3 separate regions of the Sus scrofa genome follow, and regions 1 and 2 are each linked to region 3. Evidence: chromatin contacts called from public HiChIP or PLAC-seq data. All regions are on one chromosome and are shown on one strand. The core of a region is the stretch at or near the end of the contact, and the rest is flanking DNA. Distances in the headings are between cores, read along the strand shown.

The links. HiChIP or PLAC-seq counts read pairs in DNA pulled down with a chosen protein or histone mark.
Region 1: an H3K27ac HiChIP or PLAC-seq map of alveolar macrophages shows a contact between it and region 3. The contact joins two enhancer-like sites. A contact is called at or near these places in 1 of 5 promoter capture datasets (liver), 6 of 47 Hi-C or Micro-C datasets (embryonic fibroblasts, heart right ventricle and liver) and 2 of 2 datasets of contacts at active chromatin or transcription factors (alveolar macrophages and skeletal muscle).
Region 2: a contact with region 3 is called in an H3K27ac HiChIP or PLAC-seq map of alveolar macrophages. The contact joins two enhancer-like sites. A contact is called at or near these places in 3 of 47 Hi-C or Micro-C datasets (embryonic fibroblasts and fibroblasts) and 1 of 2 datasets of contacts at active chromatin or transcription factors (alveolar macrophages).

The regions. Positions count from the first base shown.
Region 1 is chr8:96,459,657-96,463,132 of Sscrofa11.1, reverse strand. The region is part of intron 2 of JADE1 (protein Jade-1); the gene reads left to right. Among named protein-coding and RNA genes, the nearest start is that of JADE1, 100 kb to the left of the region's middle. Within about 2 kb of position 1,297, at least 1 of the 83 cell types and tissues checked has an H3K27ac peak or open chromatin away from gene starts, as enhancers often do. A contact at or near this core is called in alveolar macrophages, where this site is marked.
Region 2 is chr8:96,432,493-96,435,904 of Sscrofa11.1, reverse strand. JADE1 (protein Jade-1) reads left to right here. Exons shown (of 15, transcript XM_021100682.1): 3 at 1,431-1,558. Among named protein-coding and RNA genes, the nearest start is that of JADE1, 130 kb to the left of the region's middle. Within about 2 kb of position 1,429, at least 2 of the 83 cell types and tissues checked have an H3K27ac peak or open chromatin away from gene starts, as enhancers often do. A contact at or near this core is called in alveolar macrophages, where this site is marked.
Region 3 is chr8:96,282,290-96,285,809 of Sscrofa11.1, reverse strand. All of the region lies in intron 4 of JADE1 (protein Jade-1), which reads left to right. Among named protein-coding and RNA genes, the nearest start is that of JADE1, 280 kb to the left of the region's middle. Within about 2 kb of position 1,764, at least 1 of the 83 cell types and tissues checked has an H3K27ac peak or open chromatin away from gene starts, as enhancers often do. A contact at or near this core is called in alveolar macrophages, where this site is marked.

The DNA.
Region 1 (3,476 bases), core at 48-2,547, 180 kb before region 3:
TTTCATTCATATTAATTTTTATCCTTCCTTTAAATTTGGGCTGGAATTGTTTGATATTGTGATTACACAAAAGTAACAAAGTAAATGATCCACTCTCCTGATTCTGTGATTGGCTTTCATATTTCATTGTCCCGATGAAACCCTCACTTACCTTTGATCCTTTCTCCCAGTGCACCCAAATGATTGAAGTTCAAATTTGCATTATTTTCTCAATAATATTAGAAATCTTCCAATATAGCAGAGCTCCCTTCTTTATGATGAAGATCCTGGTGAAGTGCCTTTTGCACTAACTGGGTTATATCAGACATCTTTTAAAGAATGTTTCCTGTGGGTATGATTTGGACTCTGGTATCTATAAGTCTATGTAAACATGAACAATGAAATTTGTTTTTAATTTGTTTGGCAGCCAAATTTCCTTATTTTCTTGTCCCAGGCTAATTTTCAGGGCTTCTTCATGGAATCTAACCCACGTTTATACAGTTATTTGAGACAACTATGAAGCAGGGTCAGGCTGCCTGCTGTCCAGGTGAGGGTAACTTGTGTTTATTGAATGGCTGAAACTCAGTGGAGTTTTTTCTTTTCCTGTCATTGCCTGAAAACATGCTCTAGGATCTTCCTTCGCCACACACAGCTTTCCAGCCATTTTCCGGCACCATATTAAGGTCTACTCAAGCTAAGTCTCCCTGTTCTCCTATCAGGCCTCACCCACAGCTTCCGGATCCCCTAGAGGGAAGGAAAGTGTGGTCTTTTCTTTCACTTGTTTTCTTTTTCCTCTCTCCTTACTTCTTGCCTCTAGTTCTCTCTTCTTTCTCTGAAGAGAGTAAGAGAAGAGGGATTAGGGACCAGGTAGAAATGTCTCTTACCTGTCAGTGTTATGATCTCATCTCTGTACCCTTGGTATTCTTCCAAAGCCCTTTATTCTGTGGCTGACCTACTGTGACACTTAGCAGTATACTCACAGCTGGGGTCTCCTTGCACTCTGTTTAATCCTGAAATTGAACCTACTCTCCAATCCACAGTCAGCTCCTGGACCACTGTCAGCACCTGCCTTCAGATAAATTCTGTGTCTCACATATGTGCACCAAACTTGCTACTTTGGTTTCAAATCAACAGTTTGTTATTTTAGTTTGGCTTTGTTGTTTCCACCCTAGGTGTTTTCCCTGATTTGATTTGAGTCTAGCCATGTAATTTGGATTTTGTTTTATGCCAGATCTAGTTATCGTAGGGTCTCCCACTGAATCAACTATGCTATACTGGGAAAGCAGAAGTTGGACCTTTGAGTTTGAGAAATTTTACAAATAACTAGGGAGGGAGACACATGACCATTTGCCCTCATTGCAGACTTGCCTGTCCCTATGAACGTGTCTGTTCCTTCCTGGTCCCTTCTAAGAATCTAATTTTAAATTTTTGGGGAGTTCCTGTTGTGGCTCAGTAGATTACAAACCTGGCTAGTATCCATAAGGATGCTGGTTCAATATCTGGCCTTGTTCAGTGGGTTAGGGATCCGGCATTGCCGTGAACCGTGGTGTAGGTCACAGATGTGGCTCGGATCCTTTGTTGCTGTGGTTGTGGCATAGCCTGGCAGCTGCAGCTCCGATTTGACCCCTAGCCTGGGAACTTCTATCTGCTACAGGTGCGGCCCTAAAAAGCAATAAACAAACAAACAAAAAATTAGTTTTATTAGTCTGGACAAGGTAGAATTGCTGGACTGATATTTTTGTGTTTTAGTAATCTTCTTTTAAGATTTTGTGTGATGGAGTTCCTGTCGTGGTGCAGTGGTTAACGAATCCGACTAGGAACCATGAGGTTGCGGGTTCGGTCCCTGCCCTTGCTCAGTGGGTTAACGATCCGGCGTTGCCATGAGCTGTGGTGTAGGTTGCAGACGCGGCTTGGATCCCGTGTTGCTGTGGTTCTGGCGTAGGCCAGTGGCTACAGCTCCGATTAGACCCCTAGCCCGGAAACCTCCATATGCCGCAGGAGCGGCCCAAGAAATGGCAAAAAGACCAAAAAAAAAAAAAAAAAAAAAAAGATTTTGTGTGAGTATTTAGTACTCACTGTCTCTAGCTTTGCGGCTTTAGCTAAAATTCTGAGACAATAGGAAATGTTCCATCTTGTTCTGTGGTACTTAGTGCATGGTTGAGCCCTAGTGTTTTTAGACCATAATTCTTGTCTCATTTGGAATTCTAAATACCACTTGAACCAGTTAATCCCAGCCCTCCTGAGGACCTGAGCTCTACCATTAATTTAGTTGTCTGGTGAATACTTTGGTTGGCAAAACTGGTTATATGGGTTTTTGTTTGTTTGTTTGTTTTTTGCTCTTTTAGGGCCGAATCCATGGCATATGGAGGTTCCCATGCTAGGGGGCGAATCAGTGCTGTAGCCACCAGCCTACACCACTGCCCCAGCAATGAGGGATCCAAGACGCATCTGCAACCTACACCACAGCTCCTGGCAAGGCCAGATCCTTAACCCACTGAGCGAGGCCAGGGATCAAACCCAAGTCCTCATGGATCCTCGTCGGGTTCATTAACTGCTGAGTCACGAAGGGAACTCCCCAAACTCGTTATATGTTTGACTTGAGGTTTTTGGTACTCTCTTACAAAGTGTAAAGATTTATAGTATAGCCACCATGGCATATTCAGTATCTTTAACGTAATTTCTAGAAAAGGAAAATCACCAGTCTGTCCTATGCTGTTTTTAACCTTGAGCTTGGACTTTGCTCAAACAAGCTGCATACCACAGGGACTTTACAGTAACAGCATTGGAGAAGTGGGTGTGAATGGGGAAAGATCATGGGAAGTTAGGATAATGACCACCACAGTCATTAAGAGCAAAGTTGCTGGTTTCTAATGATTTAGCAAAATTCACATCAAGAGTTTTCCCAAAGGTATGGAAGCTTAGCAAGGCTTTGACAGTTTCAAAATACATTGAGCTATATTATAGACCCCTGACTACCACTTAAGCATTGAGCCCTAGAATTTAGAGCTCTGGCAAGTTTTCTAAACACACATTTCTGAGAATGTAATAGTCTGGAGTGTCTATTATCTTATCCTAATTTTTTAATACTCCCCTCTACTACTCCACAGCCATGTTTTTAATGCTGTGCAGTCCTCTGGCCTTAATTGATTGGATTGGGGTGGACAACTTGACCCCTTCTCAGCTTCATCTTTCTTTCAAGAATTTGAAATTGGCACCAAGAAATAGTCTGTACCTGTGGCTGAAACTTAAGTAATAGAAACTCAGGAACTGTACATGGAAAAGCATAAAAGAGACAGGAAAGAAAGAGACACTTTTCCTTGTCTCTTGAGAGTTTTCCACTTCCCAGAGCATTACATAGCTCTTAGTATCCTTCTAATGATTTTTCCTTTTAGACAAAGATAGCTCAAGTTAATGTCTTTTATTTAAAACCCATACAGCCTTGACTAAGACATAGAGCCCTCTGGTTTTATAGTATTTCTTACAGTAATTAATGTGAA
Region 2 (3,412 bases), core at 180-2,679, 150 kb before region 3:
CAGACATGAAACTGCAACCTTGCTTGTGGACTTTTTCCCAGCCCAGCTTCCTTTCCTTTGGAGGTACCCTCCTCTTTATGTGGTCTGGTGTCATCATTCTATGGATAATGCCCCCACCCCACCTAACGCAGAGGTGAGCACATAAGCGATGCCCAGCCCCCTTGAAACATGGACAGCAGAAGCCGGCGCTGGGAAAAAGCCACACCTGTACATTACTAGCACCAAAGAATGCTAATGTGAGGCTGCTGATGGCCTTTTCTCAACCACATGAAAGAGTTTTTCAGCATACAGTGATGAGAGAAGAGAAGATGTCTTGATGTCTCTAGGCCCTGGTGCAGTCCTGAGGCCCTGGTCCCTATTCACTAGCTGAAATGAAAACTAAAACTGCTTATGCTTTTCCCCAGGCAGTTTTCAATAGCTTTTGAACTTACACCTAACAGTCCTCATGGGCCTACAGCAGGCCTGTTGTCTGGCTTCAGGCTTGACGCAGTCTGCTCCCTCGACCCTGTCTGCATGTGCCCACCCCTCCAGGGCAGCTGCCTCTCCTCTGGCCACACTGCTCTCCCTGTCCCAGATCTGGAAGGACCAGCTTCCTGATTCCTGTCAAGTCCTTCCCAGGTCACAGAATTCTCCCATGATGCTTTTAGTCCACATTCATTTCTCACCTTCTCTAACTTCTTTTGCATGTTTTATCTTTACCTCACAATTAGCACCTCATTACATGGCACCTCCTCCCTCTTCACCCCTCAGCCCTTTACTCTGCTTTATGTTTCTGTACAACACTCACACCTTGACGTATTATCTGTGTGTATGTGTACAGACATACTATGGGACTTTTTTATCTATTAATTGTCTTTTTGCCCATTGGAATATCAGCAACACAAGGGCAAGTGATAGAGGCTCAGTATTTGTGAAATGAGTATCTGCTCTCTGATTATCAATAGAAGACTATGAGAATTCCATTAAAGTGTGTCTTGTTTGGACTTTCCTCTTTAGAGACTCCATAACAATTGGTTTGTGAGGCTTTGATAGACATAACTCACTCAGCCTTATGTCTTAACTTTATCCTTCTGCTAATTGCAAATGTGAAAGCAGAGATTGTTTCTTACTCACCTTTGCATTCAAGCTGCTTCTCATATATACAGTTCCTTCTCATATTAGGCCCTGTAAACAGTTTGGTATATTTCCCAAGTACACAGAATCTCTCTAACTAGCCTTCATATATGCCATGGATAAAATTTTGCCTTGTAATTCCTCTGTGTCCCTGAAAACACACACAGAGAATTGTTCAGAAAAGCATCGTGATTTGCTGGACTGGTTAAATGCACATACTGAGGCATCATACGCCAATCAAGGCTCAGTGGCTCTCAGTGACTTCAGATACTTGGAAGATTGTCAGAGAAAGTTGACTAGTTTCTCTTCCTCTACAGGACAAGGCCTGAGATGTCCTAAGGACTGTATACCTCAGTGGGTTTGGACTAAACCACCAGAATGCACAGCCATCCTGCATTCACTTCTCTCACCTCTCCAGCACCATACTAATAACGCCCAACTCCCGGTGAGTACTCACCATAGTGCCAAAAACTGATTTAGTTCTTTGCATACATTTTCTCAATTAATCTTTACTTGAGGCAGGGACTATTATTATCTTCCTTTTACACAAGTGGCAACTCAGGCACAGAGAGATTAAGCAACTTGCCCAAGGTCACGCAGTGAGTAATTGGTGGAGCTAGGGTTCAAACTCAGGCCAACTGCTCCAGAGCATGCACACTTAATCTCTTTGCTCTGCTGCTGCTGAGTTATCTGGTTAACACATCCAGTGACAAGACCCTGGCAGCCAGGTTAGCTTCCTGTTTAATGTCTAATCCATAAAGATAATATTATATAATGTGATTAAAAGTTTAAAAAACACAGTAATTCCCATCATGGCTCAGAGGTTAACGAACCCAACTAGCATCCATGAAGATGAGGGTTCAGTCCCTGGCCTGGCTCAGTGGGCTAAGGATCTGATGTTGCTGTGAGCTGTGGTGTAGGTCACAGATGCAGCTCAGATCCTGTGTTGCCATGGCTCTGGTGTAGGCTGGCAGCCACAGCTCTCACTGGACTCCATATGCTGTGGGTGTGGCCCTAGAAAGACAAAACAAAAATAAAAATAAAAAAATAAAAGTTAAAAAAACAAAAAATCACAGCCTGTGGTTGCGTGCCTCTTTAGCTGCAGGGTGTAGGGAATACAGGCTACAGTGCACTACCTAATCCTGACACTCTCACAGTCCAAACTCCACAGCAAGCCCAGGCCTATCAATGTTTGAAATCTGCTTCTCAGTTCTGACTTTGTGATTTTATAATGACTTCCACATGCATTAGCATCCCATTAATGGCCTAGTATATGGGAACAGTTGTCTTATGAAGTGAGGGGATTTTTTTTTTTTCCTTTTCTTTTCCATTAAAACCACAGGTCTACAGAATGAAAATGCTCAATCTAATGAGTATAACCTGGAAAGTAATTTCATGGGCTGTAGTACTTTGATGGTAATAATTCTTGGATGTCAAAAGGATAAGGACACACTTTTCTGCTTCTAATTTTATTCTTAGAAAATGATGGTATTGAGCCATCCATAGAGTGCCCCTGTAGATTAATTCCAGTTTTTCTTTTGTAGAGGAGATTTAAAGGGAAGTCTTAATCTGCTTTACATTTAACTCTTATCTCTTCACTATGAATTAAAAATAGAAAGCTGGGCTCTGGTTTCACCTTTGCAGACTCTCTGAGTACTGAAGTTACCCCCAGTTAGGATGGGCTGAGAGCCACTCCAGATCTCTCTCTGGCTTAGCACCCCTCACTGACTTTCCCAACAGTTGCTTCTTTCTATTTTTCAGTCCAAGAGCCTCATATGAACGTGTCTAAAATGAGTCATCCTTATGTTGTGATGCTTGACCTTTAGCATTTTCCTCAGGTATTTTCATTGGTCAGGAAACTCAATTCATTCTGAGTCCTTTCAGACTCTGCAATCTGAGAAGTTTCCTGCATCCTCTGGTTGTTTTCTCCTAAATCCATGCTTAAGGTGGGAAAAGAAGTAAAGAGCATTTACTCTGTTTTCTCTTCAGCCAGTAAAAATTGCTCTGAAGTGTTTCCCTGATTTCCACCTCCCCTCTCCTCCTCCTCCTTCATTCCCCATTCCACACTTTTTCCCAATCCTCTTTTGCATTCCTTGTCTCTTCCTTTGTCAAACCAAGGTCTGAGATAGCAGGAAGGGCGGGGATTGTTCAGGAGCTGGGGAGGAGCCGAAATCGGCAGTTCCTTCTCACATACCTGCCCCATCTCCTACTTGCAGCTTCAGAAATACAGTTGAGAGTCATTCCTCCAAGAACTAATCACCTAATTAGTCTAGATCACAAAGGGTATGAAAACCTCTAC
Region 3 (3,520 bases), core at 515-3,014:
AGAAAAAGAAAAAGAAAAAAAGAAATGAAGCAAAAACAGAGGGGGAAAGAATCATAGGTCAAGAACTCTAGTGACCTTTGTGTCTGATTTTGACATTCCTGAGATTTAGCTGCATTTCTATTCTTGGGATACCTGAAATACAGTGGCATCTTTGTGATAAATTTCTTTTTCCTTAAGCGCAATTGTGTTTTTTGGATGTTGTTTTTGCTGTTGATTTTTTGCCGCCAAAATTCTCCTAACCAATTGTGTCAGTTTCCCGAGGCTGCTATAACAAATTGTCACAAACTTGGTTGCTTAAAGCAACGGTTTATTCTCTCACGGTTCTGGAAGGTCTAAGTCCAAAATCCAGGTGTCAGCAGTGCTATGCTCCTGCTAAAGGTTCCAGGGAAGACTACTTCCTTGACTCTTTCTAGCTTCTGGTGGCTGCTGGCAATCCTTGGCATTCCCTGGCTTGTAGCTGCGTCACTCTCATTTCTGTCTCCGTCTTCACATGGCCATCTTCCCTCTGGTGTCTCTGCATGTCTTTATATGGCCTTCTCATTAGGACACTAAATCTATTAGTCATTGGATTTAGAGCCAGGACTAATCCAGCAAAAATCTCACCTTAACTAATTCCATCTTACAGATTTAATGTAAGATGGAATTATTTAATTTACACATTAAATTATTTAATTTAATCATGTGACTTTATTAAATTCCTATTTAATAAAGTCACATTATGAGAGACGGTCCAGGTGGACATGTATTTGGGGTAACACTATACAAGCAGTACACCAATTCAACATCCAAAGGCATTGGAACTACCACAATGTTTAGAGCCAGGTGCGTGGGGAAGGAGCGTTGTGCTAAGAATGCTGAGGCCTGCTCTCTACCCAGAGAGGAGGCATGGAGTGCTCTACGCAGAAGAATATCATGGTTCAAGTTTCCTAAAAGATTGCTTTGGTCACAGTGTGTAAAATAAATTGGAGCAGGGAAGGCTAAGGAGGGAAGAAAACCAGTTTTACCACTGGATAATTCAAGTGATGGGTAAGGTAGTCTTGGTCAGCATAAATGGTAGAAAAAGACAGGGAAGGGACAAGTGGGAGACATATTGCAAATTCAGGTTAGTCAGTTCATGTGTGGTTGTGGGGGAGTGAGTGAAGAAAAGGAAGGGTCTAGGTATGTTTTAGAATATATGACTGGAAAAATAAACATCCTTTTCTATATTCTTTCTATATTCTTCTCCCTTAAACTTTAGCTATTAAGAGTCAGAATGCTTCGATTGCAGAATTCTCACTTGAGCAAGGTTTTTTTAATAAAATTATTCATATTCTTGGCCTTGGATGCCAATTAAGTCTCTCAAGTTTAAAATTGCTTTGTTTGCTTTTAAAGAAATCTGCCCAACTTACAGACCTACAAGTTAACTAACCAGCCTACTTCCCTTCTCCTCCCCCCAGAGGACTTTACTCTGTTGGTTTTCTGCCAGCTCTTTCAAATTGAAATAGTTCAGTTTCTCTGTTTCTAGAACATAGAATTCATTACTCCTGGATTTTTGCCAACAATGTCCCTCTCATGTTTTTAAAACTAAGATGAATGTTACAGAGTGACCTTCTGGGCTCGACCCACGATTAGAAGTCAGTAAGTGATATATTAGATGTCTGCATGGATGCTCTGTTCTGGGTAGTGGGGCTGCTAGGGGAATGGGAGGAACTCTGGGAAGGTGGGAAAGGCATTCAGGGCAAAGCCTTGGAACTGAAGTGGAGAAATATGCATGAGAGATTAGGTAAAATTTGGCTGAAGTGAGGCAAGGCTCAGATTCTTCCTCTACCCTCAGGGCCCTGGTGAGTTTACCACAGAAAGGACATAGTCATTAATTCCTTTTGGCCATTTAGATAGAAAACAGAAAGCCAGGTGACAGAGAATATTTTTAAAGGGCTCTAGGAAGAACCACTCCATATTTTTTTCAGTGTGCATGTTCCCTTTCTCTTCCCACCTCTGCAACCCCGCTTAGCCTCTTGTTTCTGCTAGCACTGAAAAGACAACAGAGCACAAGTCTTAGGAATGTATACATCTGCATAATTTTAGGCCAGATGAATTTTTCATTCATATGGCTCTGTTGAATTACATAAGGAAATTTCTTTACCTTTTAGGTTACTTTCTAGGAATACATTAATACTTTAATTCTTTTTTTTTTTTTTTTTTTTTTTCTTTTTGCTATTTCTTTGGGCTGCTCCCACGGCATATGGAGGTTCCCAGGCTAGGGGTCGAGTCAGAGCTGTAGCCACCGGCCTACGCCAGAGCCACAGCAACTCGGGATCCTAGCCGCGTCTGCAACCTACACCACAGCTCTCGGCAACACCGGATCGTTAACCCACTGAGCAAGGGCAGGGCTCGAACCCGCAACCTCATGGTTCCTAGTCGGATTCGTTAACCACTGCGCCACGATGGGAACTCCAATACTTTAATTCTTTTCTCTTCCAATTGGCTATATATTTTTAAAGTAAACTTTTCATTTTGAGATAATCATAGATTCACATACAGTTACAAGAAGTAATGCTAGGAGATCCTGTGTACCCTTTACCCAGTCTCCCCTAATAGTAACATTTTGCAAAACTATAGTAAGTTGTTGTAGGATACATTCAAGTATAATACCATTGACATTGATACAATCAAGATATATGACATTTCCATAACCACAAGTATCCCTCATATGGCCTCTTAGAGTCACATGTACTTCCCTCCTTCCCTGACCCTCATCATACCTTGATACTCACTAATCTATTCTCCATTTCTGTAATTTTCCACTTTCAAGGATGTTATGTTAATTGAATTATATAGTATATAAACTTTTGGTATCAGCTTTTAAAACAGCATAAATTCTTATTGATTTGTGTATGTATCATAGTTTTTTTTAATTGCTGAGTAATATTTCATGGTATGGATGTACTACAGTTTGTTCACTATTCATTCATTGAAAGACATCTGGGTTGTTTCCAGTTCTTGGCTACTATGAGTAAAGCTGCTATGAACATTTGTGTACAGGCTTTTATGTGAACATAAGTTTTCATTTCTCTAGGCTAAATGCCCAAGAGTGCAATTGCTGGGCTTGTGGTAGTTACATGTTTAGTCTTATGAGACACTGCCAAACTGTTTTCAAGAGTGGCTGGACCATTTTACATTCCCACCAGCAATGTATGAGCAATCCAGTTTCTCCACATCCTTGCCAGCATTTGGTGTTGCCGCCATTTTTCTTTTCTTTCTTTCTTTTTTTTTTTTTTTTTTTTTTTTTTTTTAGCTATTCTGATAGTAATGTAGTGATATTGCATTGTGGTTTAAATCTGCATTATTTTCCTGATGGCTAATGATGTCGAACATCTTTTTGTATGCTTATTTGCCATCTGTATATCCTCTTTGGGAAATGTGTTCATGGTTTTTGCCCATTTTCTAGTTGAATTGTTTGATTTTTTTTTTAATTTGTTGAGATTTGAGTGTTCTCTATATATTCTAGATGCTAGTACTTTGCTGAATTTGTGGTTTTGCA